Linked DNA regions of Mus musculus: region 1 is linked to region 2. Evidence: chromatin contacts called from public HiChIP or PLAC-seq data. All regions are on one chromosome and are shown on one strand. The core of a region is the stretch at or near the end of the contact, and the rest is flanking DNA. Distances in the headings are between cores, read along the strand shown.

Region 1 (4,941 bases), core at 745-3,244, 67 kb before region 2:
TATTATCAACAACATGTAGTTCTAGAATATTCTCATCACCCACCTATTCCCTCTTCCCACTGCTCTTAGTTTCTTATACTTCCATAGGATTAAGTGTTCTGGACATCAAATATAAATAGAATCAATTATGGCCTTTAGTGTCTTACATCTTTTATTTATCATGTTTTGGGGTTCATCTATGGTATACCATAATCAGCACACTTTTTATGCCCGACCAATATTCTAAAAAGTTCTTTTTAAATTTCTCACCATAAATTATTACTTTTCCTAATGAAGTAGACCATATCAGCCTGTGAATGATCATAAAGGGAATATTAAACTGGATGCTGGAATATTAGTAGCTCAATCAAAGATATTAAGTCAAGTGATTTCTGCATGTGAAAAATAAAACTTTTCATTATTTTATCCTGCCATTTCTAATAGTGATCACTAGAAAAAGTAAATGTGTTAAATCTCTCATTAAGATGTACTACGTAATTTGAAATGTAACACACATTTAGCAAAGCTCAATTTTAAGAAACTAGGATGTAATCTATTCTTCACTGCTCTGTGACCACACTAAAAAACAAAATAAAAAATCAAAATGAAGATTAAATGAAGGAAACACACATGTGATAATATCTAGTGCTCACTAGAATAAAATATTGGTTTTATTTACACAATAATTTAGTAAGCTACTTTTGATGAAGTAAGCTTGTCAAGATGACAACTGTATCTGATGTCTGTCAGGATGACAACTGGATCTGATGTCAAGATGACAACCGGATCTGATGTCAAGATGGCAACTGTATCTGATGTCAAGATGACCACTGGACCTGATGTTGTTGGATGAGTGGAAGGAAGAATGGGCAACAGAGCAGATAATTTTGTTAACACCTAGTAATTTGCAGTGCTGCTATGTCATGTTTCAAAGCATTTAGATTACATGACATTCAAAATATGGCATTCAAGAATGTACAAGAAGACACTATTGATAACTCATTATGACTTCTGAAACACGGACTAAATAGGTATCAGATACAAATATATAACTCATGTGTGGTGAGACATACATCATGCTATATCATGATATAAAAGTAACTTGTAAATGCTCACACATCTGTTCTTTGATGAGGGACAAACATGCAGACTAACATGGATTGAGAAGGTTCCAAATGCCAGGCCCGGGGAGGGGGGGGTTGGGGGTGCAAAGTGGTAAGACTGGCAAGAGAGAAACAAAGCCTTGTTTCTGTGATAATTTATTTGCATTATGGCGGTGCTTTCCACTTGTGCATCTCTGTCCCGTATGTTTCCCTAACTGAACATCCTTAGCAAGGAATCACAAGGAAGGTGAATGTTAAGATGTAATCTAGTCTTCATTGCTCTCTGACTGCACAAAACAAAACAAAACAAAATCAAAAGGAACCCACTTTTTTTCTATAATAGGAGACATTAAGAAGACAAAAAAAATTAAATATGCGCGTTCCTGGAGGCCACGAATGGAATGGCCTCAGCCCACAGTGAGAGCAGCATTGACTCCAGCCGCATATGTAGCAGAGGATGGCCTTGTTGGACATCAGTGGGAGGAGAGGCCCTTGGTCCTGAGAAGATAAAGGCCTGGGGAATGCTTTCTCTTTAGACTCTACTGCTCCAGGGATGTGACAATGCAGAACAAGAAAGACCCTGGAATTGCAATTATGAGCTTATGAGGACGATGTTGTTTAATAGCATGCTTCAGGAATGCACTGCCAAAGAACTTTCAAAGACATTTGGCTGTAAAACAGTATGGATCCACTGGAAAACGTAAAAAAAAAAGAAAGAAAGAAAGAAAGAAAGAAAGAAAGAAAGAAAGAAAGAAAGAAAGAAAGAAAGAAACTGCCAATCACTCATGACCTGCACCAGGGGACTCTGTATAGATGCAGGAGGGGGATGGGACTTTGGCACTCTAAGCGACTGCACATCTGAGGCAGGAGCTGGCGTCATCACCAGTGGAGCAGAAGGCAGCTGCCCAGCGTGTGCTGACTGCCTGCAGCCTGCTGTTTGGGTAAGCTGAGCACGGGTCCTCACTCGCTGAGCCTCTGGCTCCTGGCACGGGACTTGCAGCCAACAACAGCAAATGGTGGAGGCCATGAGGAAGCCTATGGGGCTGTCTCCCCTTCTAGGGTAACATTCTCGAGCCAAAGAAGAATTCAGTACAAGAGGGAGGTGAAGAAGGGACAAGCTTGAAACCCCAGGAAGGGGTTTCACAGTGGGAAGGTGGTTCTAACATCCTGCCTTCAGGTCCTGCTGACCCCAAAGGATATGCACCCATCACTACCCAAGGGACCAGGAGGCAGAGTTCAGTGCCTGTGTGTGGCTGTCCTGGTGGTGTTGGGTTCCCCCTGAGAGATCAAACAACAACGCTGTTAGTCTGAAGACAAAATGTAGCTATTGTCTTCAGGGAAGGCTCTGTTTTCATCAAAAGTTAAAATTTAAAACTAACAATACACCAGCGGATATGAGGCTCCCAACACACAGACAATAGAGGACTACCCGATCTGTGTTCATTCAGAGATGATGCACCTAACCCTCAAGAGACTGGAGGCCCCAGGGAGTTTAGAGGTTAGGTGGGGTGGGGGTGGGGGACATCCACGTGGAGACTGGATGTGGGGAGGAGGTGTGGGAAGTGGAACAGTTGGGGTGGACTGGGGTGTGTGTGGATAAAATATGGCGTGTAAAAAATAAACTAATTAATAAAAAGAAAGAAAGAAAGAAAGAAAAAAACCCAATTCTGACACCTCTCTGCTTTCTTCTTTTGTCCCTTTTCTGTTTCTTTCTCAGTTTTTCTGCCTCTTTGTTTCTTTCATGATCAAGTCCAGAAATGACCAATGACTGCTTTCTTGGAACTTAAGGCCAATGAAAATAACTTGATGCTATCTGCTTTGATGTTAGAATGAACACAGCATGGTATACCACTCGCCATCAGGCACACTCACAGTGGCAGAGCTTTTGCCTGCTCTCCACTGACTCACGGTGACCTGGCTCCTTTCCTTGTCACTCCAGCAGGCAGGGGGATTAGCAGGCAAGCATGTATCAGTGCCTGGGGAATGGTGCCTGGTCTTGGCACCGAGTGTGTATCAGTGTTAACAGCTGGTACATAAGTCCTGCTCAGTTAGGATTTAGTGGCAACATTCAGTCTGGGATTAGCCTAGCAAACAGGGTCGAGCTGTCTTCTTGCCAAAGCTGGGAAGCCCCAAAGGGCATGTGTTCTCCTGGGATTAATCCTGGTATTTAGGAAAATGCCTGCCTTATCACTGTTCTGGATCAAGGGCTTTGCCTCTTGATGAGAAGAAATGACTTCTAAATAGAATGTGATCTAGTGTTGGGGTCACCCTCTATACTCTGAAGACTATGGTCTGTAAGTTAGACACTACAGAGCCAGTTAGCTAAGGGAAAGTATCCAAGGAGAATTCAGGGAGGGAGGAATGGAGGGAGAAAGGGAGAGAAAGGGGGATAGAGGGGGAGAGGAGAGAGGGGTAGGGGAGGGAGAGAGGGGGAGAGGGAGATGGAGAGGGGGAGGGAGAGGGAGAGGGGAAGGGGAGGGAGAGAGGGAGAGGGAGAGGAGGAGGGGAGGGGGAGAGGGAGAGGGGAAGCAGTGGCATAAGGTAGGTCAGCAAAGAACTTCTGTAATCTCCTAAGGAGTTTAGACCTGGCCATGTTCAGTGAGACAGCAGTTAAGAATTGTAAGTAATTGTAAGTAAAATTGCGTAATACAGTATCCTAGTGCAGTGACTAAGAGCAGTCTCATTGGTATACACTGGGGATGGGTGATAGAGAAGCCAAATGAGAAGACTGGCATTGGAAGTAGAAAGAAGGGCTAGTTGCATTAGATAGTAATGTTACAACATTTACAGGACATAGAAATACTTGGACATGGTATACACAAAGAGGTAGATGAAGTAGAGGTTGGACTATAGCTGCTCCAAACTAGTGGACCAGATGCCACTGCTGCCACTGAGTTTGGCAACTTAAGCTGCAGATTTTCCAGAGGATGCTTGTATAAGTAGAGTCTAGCTTGGGAATGCATAGTGTAAGATTCCTGTGATGGACAGTACCCCTCAGTTGGAACCCCTTGGAAGCATTGCCTATACCCTTTCTGGAATTACAGTTCTTTTAGATGGTTGCCTATAGCTAGTGACTGGCAGTTGCCCAGATCCAATGCCCAGATGCTGGCTTCAGTCTATAGGACAACTTTGAGGTTATTTTAGCATTAGCAGTTCCTCTTACAGCTGGTTCCATTCTTGCAGTGGATCAGCTTCCTTCTCTGTATTCCTCTTGCCCTCCTTATGCTGTAACAGGTATATCTACCATGACAATTCCCCAATACCCTTCACAGGCAGCTCTTCATCACAAAAGGGGCCTCTAAGTGATTTCACTGAGGAGTGATAAAATCAAAAGTAGGTGGTTCTTGGAACTAAATATAGATTTTTCCAAGAGGAGGGAGGAGTTCATTATACCAATTACAACAGGTAAAGGAAAATGGGTTGAAATAACTGTTAAACACAAAGAGGGGACCTTGACAAAGGCAGTATAAAAGATCAGTGGGGAGAAGAAATGAACAATGGGCCAGAGACTTGATTCCCAGCTTAATTAATAAGAGGAAGTTGAGAACCAGGGTAGACTACTGTTAGAAGTCCATCTACAGAGGGTAGGAAAGAGAAAAGGTGGCTCACACTCAAGAACTTAGGATCAAGGGTGTTTCAAGAGCAAAGAGCTGAACTCAAGCCAAACATTAAAGCAGTACAGGTTGATGCCACTGGGAGAAGGAGGAAGCAACACTGGCTGTAGATGGGTAAAAAGGGTTTTAAAGTGGTAAGATGCTCAACTACACTCTCCAAGTCTGGCCCCAACCCCCCCCCCCTCACGCCCCCCTCCCCCACTGAACACTGACAGTCCTGTGTAGTTTTCATCAACTTCCATTCC
Region 2 (5,188 bases), core at 2,068-4,567:
TAGAAGTTTATTTATGAAAAAAGAGCACTTTCTTCCTTCCCAAAGTTTTTCATTAAGCTGCTCTTTGCTTCATGGTAGGTAGCTACGTTTTATGTTCTTCTCCCAGATGGAATGGCCAGGAAAGCAACATCAACAACTAAAGGATTATTTATAACTTTAAAATAACTGCTTCGGTTATTGGTTGGAGAAGAGAGAAGGGATACAAAATGCATGCTGCCTTGTAATATCCATTGAAAGGATAGACATCTATCCCTTTATTTTATGGCTCCCTTATCTCCTGGACAGTTTGTATTTCAACAGTTATCCAACACCATTTGTTCATTTTGCATTGCCTCACTTAGCATTTATGGTTTACCAATTTCGCTTTTGTGCACAGCCTTCCAGTCCCTCATTTAACCAGTGTCTTCTGAGTTTTTCTTCTGTAACCCACTAGGTCCCATAATCATCTTTCTGAACCCTTCATCAACAAGTTATGTAAAACAGAGCACATATAGCCTATACAGGAAAGGTGTTGGAGATTAAATAGGGAAAGCATCTTAAAGTGCTTAAAACAGATGAAGAAATATGAACACAGAATGGAAAGAGGACATCATGAAGAAAGGCTGGAAGGAAGAGAGAGCAGGAAAGCACTCAGCATTTCTTATTTTAACAGCCCAGGGTCCCAAAGTTCAGCTGTCCCATTTAGAGCTTGCTTTATTTCTTATGCCCATGGGATGGCAAAGCAGGAAAAGAGACTTTAGTAAAAGCCCGTAACCCCCGAGGGATGACAGAGTAAAGGAAATGGACTAAGAACACACAGATGGGAAACGCCGCCCATCTCTTCACCTCCCTCACATGTGCGCCTCTATGCAGCCGTCTTGAATTTGTTCCCTGACACAGTCCTGGTCTGCACTTCCTTCACCCCATGGGAATCACCATCTACTTTCTTATCTCCTTGCCCCTTACAAAACCACTTTCCCTTTAAATAGATTCTTAACTTCACAGTAGCTGGGAAATTCTTTCATAAACCCTGGCAATGTCCTATTCTCTTCTGCACATTGTTACTTGGACTTTAAACTCATCTCCATTTGTCATAACAACAACAATAACATCAATAACAACCTAGAAAAACAAAATCAAGACAGCAAACAACAACAACAAAATAAATTCAACTCCATTGTTATAGCAACAATTCACAAAATAAAAACAAAACAAAAACCCAAAGCTACAACTACTTTAATTATTAATAAAACTTGCTTTCATCTGATATTCATGAGTCAGGGCAGCCTTCAGTTTACGAACTAGAATAAGAGAGCACTGGACAATATTCAGCATGTAGGAAACCAGAACAACTGGCTAAAGCTGATTGGCTAATGGAAGGCTACTGCAGAGTGCTTTTCTAGACATGTATAAGGACACTTGATGATTACACTGACTCTGGTAGATTGAAGTCTCCTGTATTCAGGAAATACTGATCTGTCCAGAGATCATCTGATTCCTTACAGTTTCAATTTGCTTATCTGACATTTAGCAGAAGTGACTCTATTTTGGTTTGGCCTGATCTAGTCGTTCTTACTACAGGAGCTCAGTAGAAATGATAGCTTTTGCTTTCATTGTTTCAAGATCTTGTGTGTGTGTTTGAGTGTCTGTGTCCATGTGTGCTTGTGCACATACGTTCTCTATGTGTGCATGTATTTGCATGTATATGTATCCTCTCTCTGTCTCTCTGTCTTTCCTCTCTCTCTGTCTCTCTCTGTCTCTGTCTCTCCCTCTCTCTCCCTCTCTCTCTCTCTCTCTCTCTCTCTGTGTGTGTGTGTGTGTGTGTGTGCCACAACATGTATGTGGAGTTTAACCTCTTAAGCCAAATCATTTACTGAAGGATTAGATAACCTGAAAGAGACCCCAAGAAGCCACTGAAGTTACCTAGGAAGGGTAGGTTGAAATGGACAGCCCAGAATGTTGGAGAACCAGGGGATATCTAACAAGGACATCTAAAGGCATGGGTTGAATCTAGTCTAAGAAAGAAGCTATGTGTGCTGCTGAGAGCAGATCTACAGGGGTGGGGCTGCTGCAGCCCCAGACACTAGGCATGGAGCTCCAGGCTTTGATATTTGCCTTCATCCTGGCTTTGGTCAGATTGCTTACTTCTATGCACCTATTCTTTGTTTTAGAAAGGGATGTTTACTCTGTACCATTTCTTCTGCCATCTGCTTAACTCTCCTCTTTGGTCTTAGACAACCCTACTCTATCAATCTGTTTTACCACTCAGCTTGCCTTGATTTGCCATCACTGGCTTTGGTGATGGTAGGAAGTCTCTGTACATGGATTCGCCAGGGATACTCAGACAGGCAAAGGAAATGAAGGGTTTACTTAAGTGAAAGAGATTTGATTGTATATCTTAGAATAGCTGTAAGAGAGGAGTTCTGGCCATGGCACCAAAGAGAAATAACATTTAAAGAGCTAGACATGTAATTTGCTGAGATTTGATCATTATAAAATGTAAACATGTCATCAGGTACCACAGTATGTGTCACTGAAATGTGAAACTTAAAGATTTTGAAAGTAAAAAAGAAAAAGACTCTGAAAGTAATGTACACAGCAAATAACTAAGGTGGGTGGGGGGAAGAGGAAAAAGGGGGTGGAGGAAGAAGAGGAAGAGGAGGAGGAGGAGGGGGAAAGACTGAATCCAGAGGTGAAGAAGGGAGCCTGGTTTTGAATCAGACTCAGTATGGGAAACAGGATATTGATTGGGAGATGATTTGGACTTACTTTTTCGTCACCTGAGAAGTATCACCTTAACCAGGTCAGATATACTGTGTTTAATGTGGCACAAGATGGGAGAATATCAATATGTTAAAAAATAGTTTCTATAGTGCCTCCCATTTTCATAAAAATGAAATAGCATTTCCCCCCAATGCTATTTCAACCTTAGAGGCTCTCATGCTGAAAGTTATGAAGCATGTCTCTGCCTGTACCGCACTTCTGAAGAACAGTTCACAATAGCAGGTGGGTTATTGTTGACCATGTGCCAGACACCAGAGACTCACACGCACCTCTCTCTTTCATACTCGGGTAGCAGTCTGTGGATTTTAGTCTGGTCAAATAATCATTGCCTAGGTCAAAAGCCATTTATTAGAAGGTTCGTTTTAAAATCTAATGGCTTTGCAGAGTATTGCAAAGATGCAAGATGAAAGTGAATGCAAGCTACCGTTCTTATCTTCTCTCATTTTCTCACACCACTATTTTTCCCAGAAGGGGAGGTCTAAGAAAGAGGAAGTTGCTTTCTGCTGAGAATAGGTCTAGTATAGCCACATGTCCCATTGGCTGGCCTTTGTGAAGTCAGAGGCCAAGCCTCTGGCTGGAGGCCATCATCACCCTCATAGTTCATCTTGCCTTGTGTTATGAGAGATAAATTGTGTGGCTCCAACGGCCACTCATACCAGGCCTTTACAAACAGATTTCTGACGATAATCACTATTTACACCTCATTCAGTCACCCAAACTCAGACACCTACAGGAAACATTTAGACATAGAAAGTCCCACATCTCTAACATATTTAATGAAGGCAAAACAGAATTGGACATGTTTCCACATGCCTAGAATCCCAGCAGCAGACAGGAACCAAGAAAGCCTGAGTCTAACCTAGGTTACCAGAGTGAGTCTGTCTCAAAAAACAAAAACAAAAAATAAAGAACGCAAAACAGTAGTTTAAGGCTTTATAAAGTTATTGTTTAGTAAGCACAGAGACTTCACAAATGTCAGATGATGGGAATAATCATAATTCCATTAGGAAAAAAATCAAATATTTGTGTGTACACAGCTGGCCACTAAGGTGTCTGGCGGTGTATGTGTGACATGCCTTAACTCCCAGCAACCCAAGGAACAGATACGAGGTTGTAGTTAGCATCCTGTTTCGCAGATTATAGATGCAGTGAGCAGTGAAGTGACTTGTTTAGGCTCACAGAGCAATGGTGTGCATGAGAGGATTTGAAACAATATAATCCAGCTTTAGACCACTGGTCTTTTTTTCCCCGTTAATTTATTTATTCAGTTTACATCCTGATCACAGCTCCCCCTGCCACTCACAGTCCCACCCTTATAAATCCTTCCCCTATTACCCTCTCCCTTCCTCCTCAGAGAATGGGAAACCCTCTTTGGGTACCACTCCTTGCTGGGACATCCATTCCTAGTAAGCCTAACCATATCCTCTCCCACTGAGGCCCGACCAGACCACTGGTCTTCATCGAGGTCTCATATTTCTTATTTTGTGTTTGAAATTTTTTATTTTTTCTTAATCTATGGTTAAAATTTTTAGTATTTCTTAATTAATATTTATAAAATAGGCTATGCAGTCACTCATACTCTCTCTCTCTCTCTCACACATACACACACACACACACACACACACACACCAGTGTTTCCTACCATAATAGGTCAGGCAAACATAAGAGGCTAGATCATATTTCCACTAATGTGTGAAACAGGCTTTCTTTGAGGAACATATGAACTTATGTTTTGTCATCTCTTTACTTGTCTACTTGAGTCGCTTCTTTTCATGATGGCTCCGGTGAGCACTGAGGTAAAAGGCGATCCCTATCAAGTAGTAATATGAAAGAGCAGTGATGAATGGAGCTTGGATCGCACGGAATTACATAGAGAACGTTAACATTTTTTCCTGGGCTCAATTTGTACTAAATTCAAATTAAGTCAGAATTTCCTTGAATGGGGCCAATTATCTTTGTGTACATTTTTCCATGGGTGACAAAATGTTACAACCAAGGAAGAAAAACATTGGTAGAGTCCATGTCAAAGGGAAACTGAAAAATTCCACGGTGTGATAGCTCCCCATACGGAAAAATCCCTCCATAGTTCCTAGTCTACAATACTTCCCCAACACATGCTAGCTACTGCCATCCCGTTCCTGGTCAGGAAACATTGAGGTTTCAGTAAAGAGGGGACACAAGTTGAAAGACACAAGACATTATCCAGTCTACCCTGTTCTCGTCCTAGTACCCTAGTAAAAATCCTAGCTAGATTGTCACAAGTAACAAGAAAGGATAAAAAGGACCCGTGGTAACTTGGGGACTTCAGTAGGAATTACATCACAGGGCTCTCCTTGGACTAGTTGGGGATGCCTACACCAGAGGCAGATTTTTGGTGTGGTAGATCTAGGTGGTTATTATCTCCAAAATCTCCCTGGATTTTAGA

The links. HiChIP or PLAC-seq counts read pairs in DNA pulled down with a chosen protein or histone mark.
Region 1: a contact with region 2 is called in an H3K4me3 HiChIP or PLAC-seq map of the 230-238 cell line, with 23 read pairs. The contact joins two enhancer-like sites. A contact is called at or near these places in 2 of 15 datasets of contacts at CTCF or cohesin (the G1E-ER4 cell line and pro-B cells), 13 of 484 Hi-C or Micro-C datasets (the G1E-ER4 cell line, LSK cells, adipose-derived mesenchymal stem cells and 7 more) and 2 of 115 datasets of contacts at active chromatin or transcription factors (the 230-238 cell line and large pre-B cells).

Annotation. Positions count from the first base shown.
Region 1 is chr4:86,017,929-86,022,869 of GRCm38.p6, reverse strand. It overlaps a transcript of Adamtsl1 not described here. Among named protein-coding and RNA genes, the nearest start is that of Adamtsl1, 34 kb to the left of the region's middle. Within about 2 kb of position 1,994, at least 64 of the 459 cell types and tissues checked have an H3K27ac peak or open chromatin away from gene starts, as enhancers often do. A contact at or near this core is called in the 230-238 cell line, where this site is marked.
Region 2 is chr4:85,951,875-85,957,062 of GRCm38.p6, reverse strand. It overlaps a transcript of Adamtsl1 not described here. Among named protein-coding and RNA genes, the nearest start is that of Adamtsl1, 100 kb to the left of the region's middle. Within about 2 kb of position 3,317, at least 24 of the 459 cell types and tissues checked have an H3K27ac peak or open chromatin away from gene starts, as enhancers often do. A contact at or near this core is called in the 230-238 cell line, where this site is marked.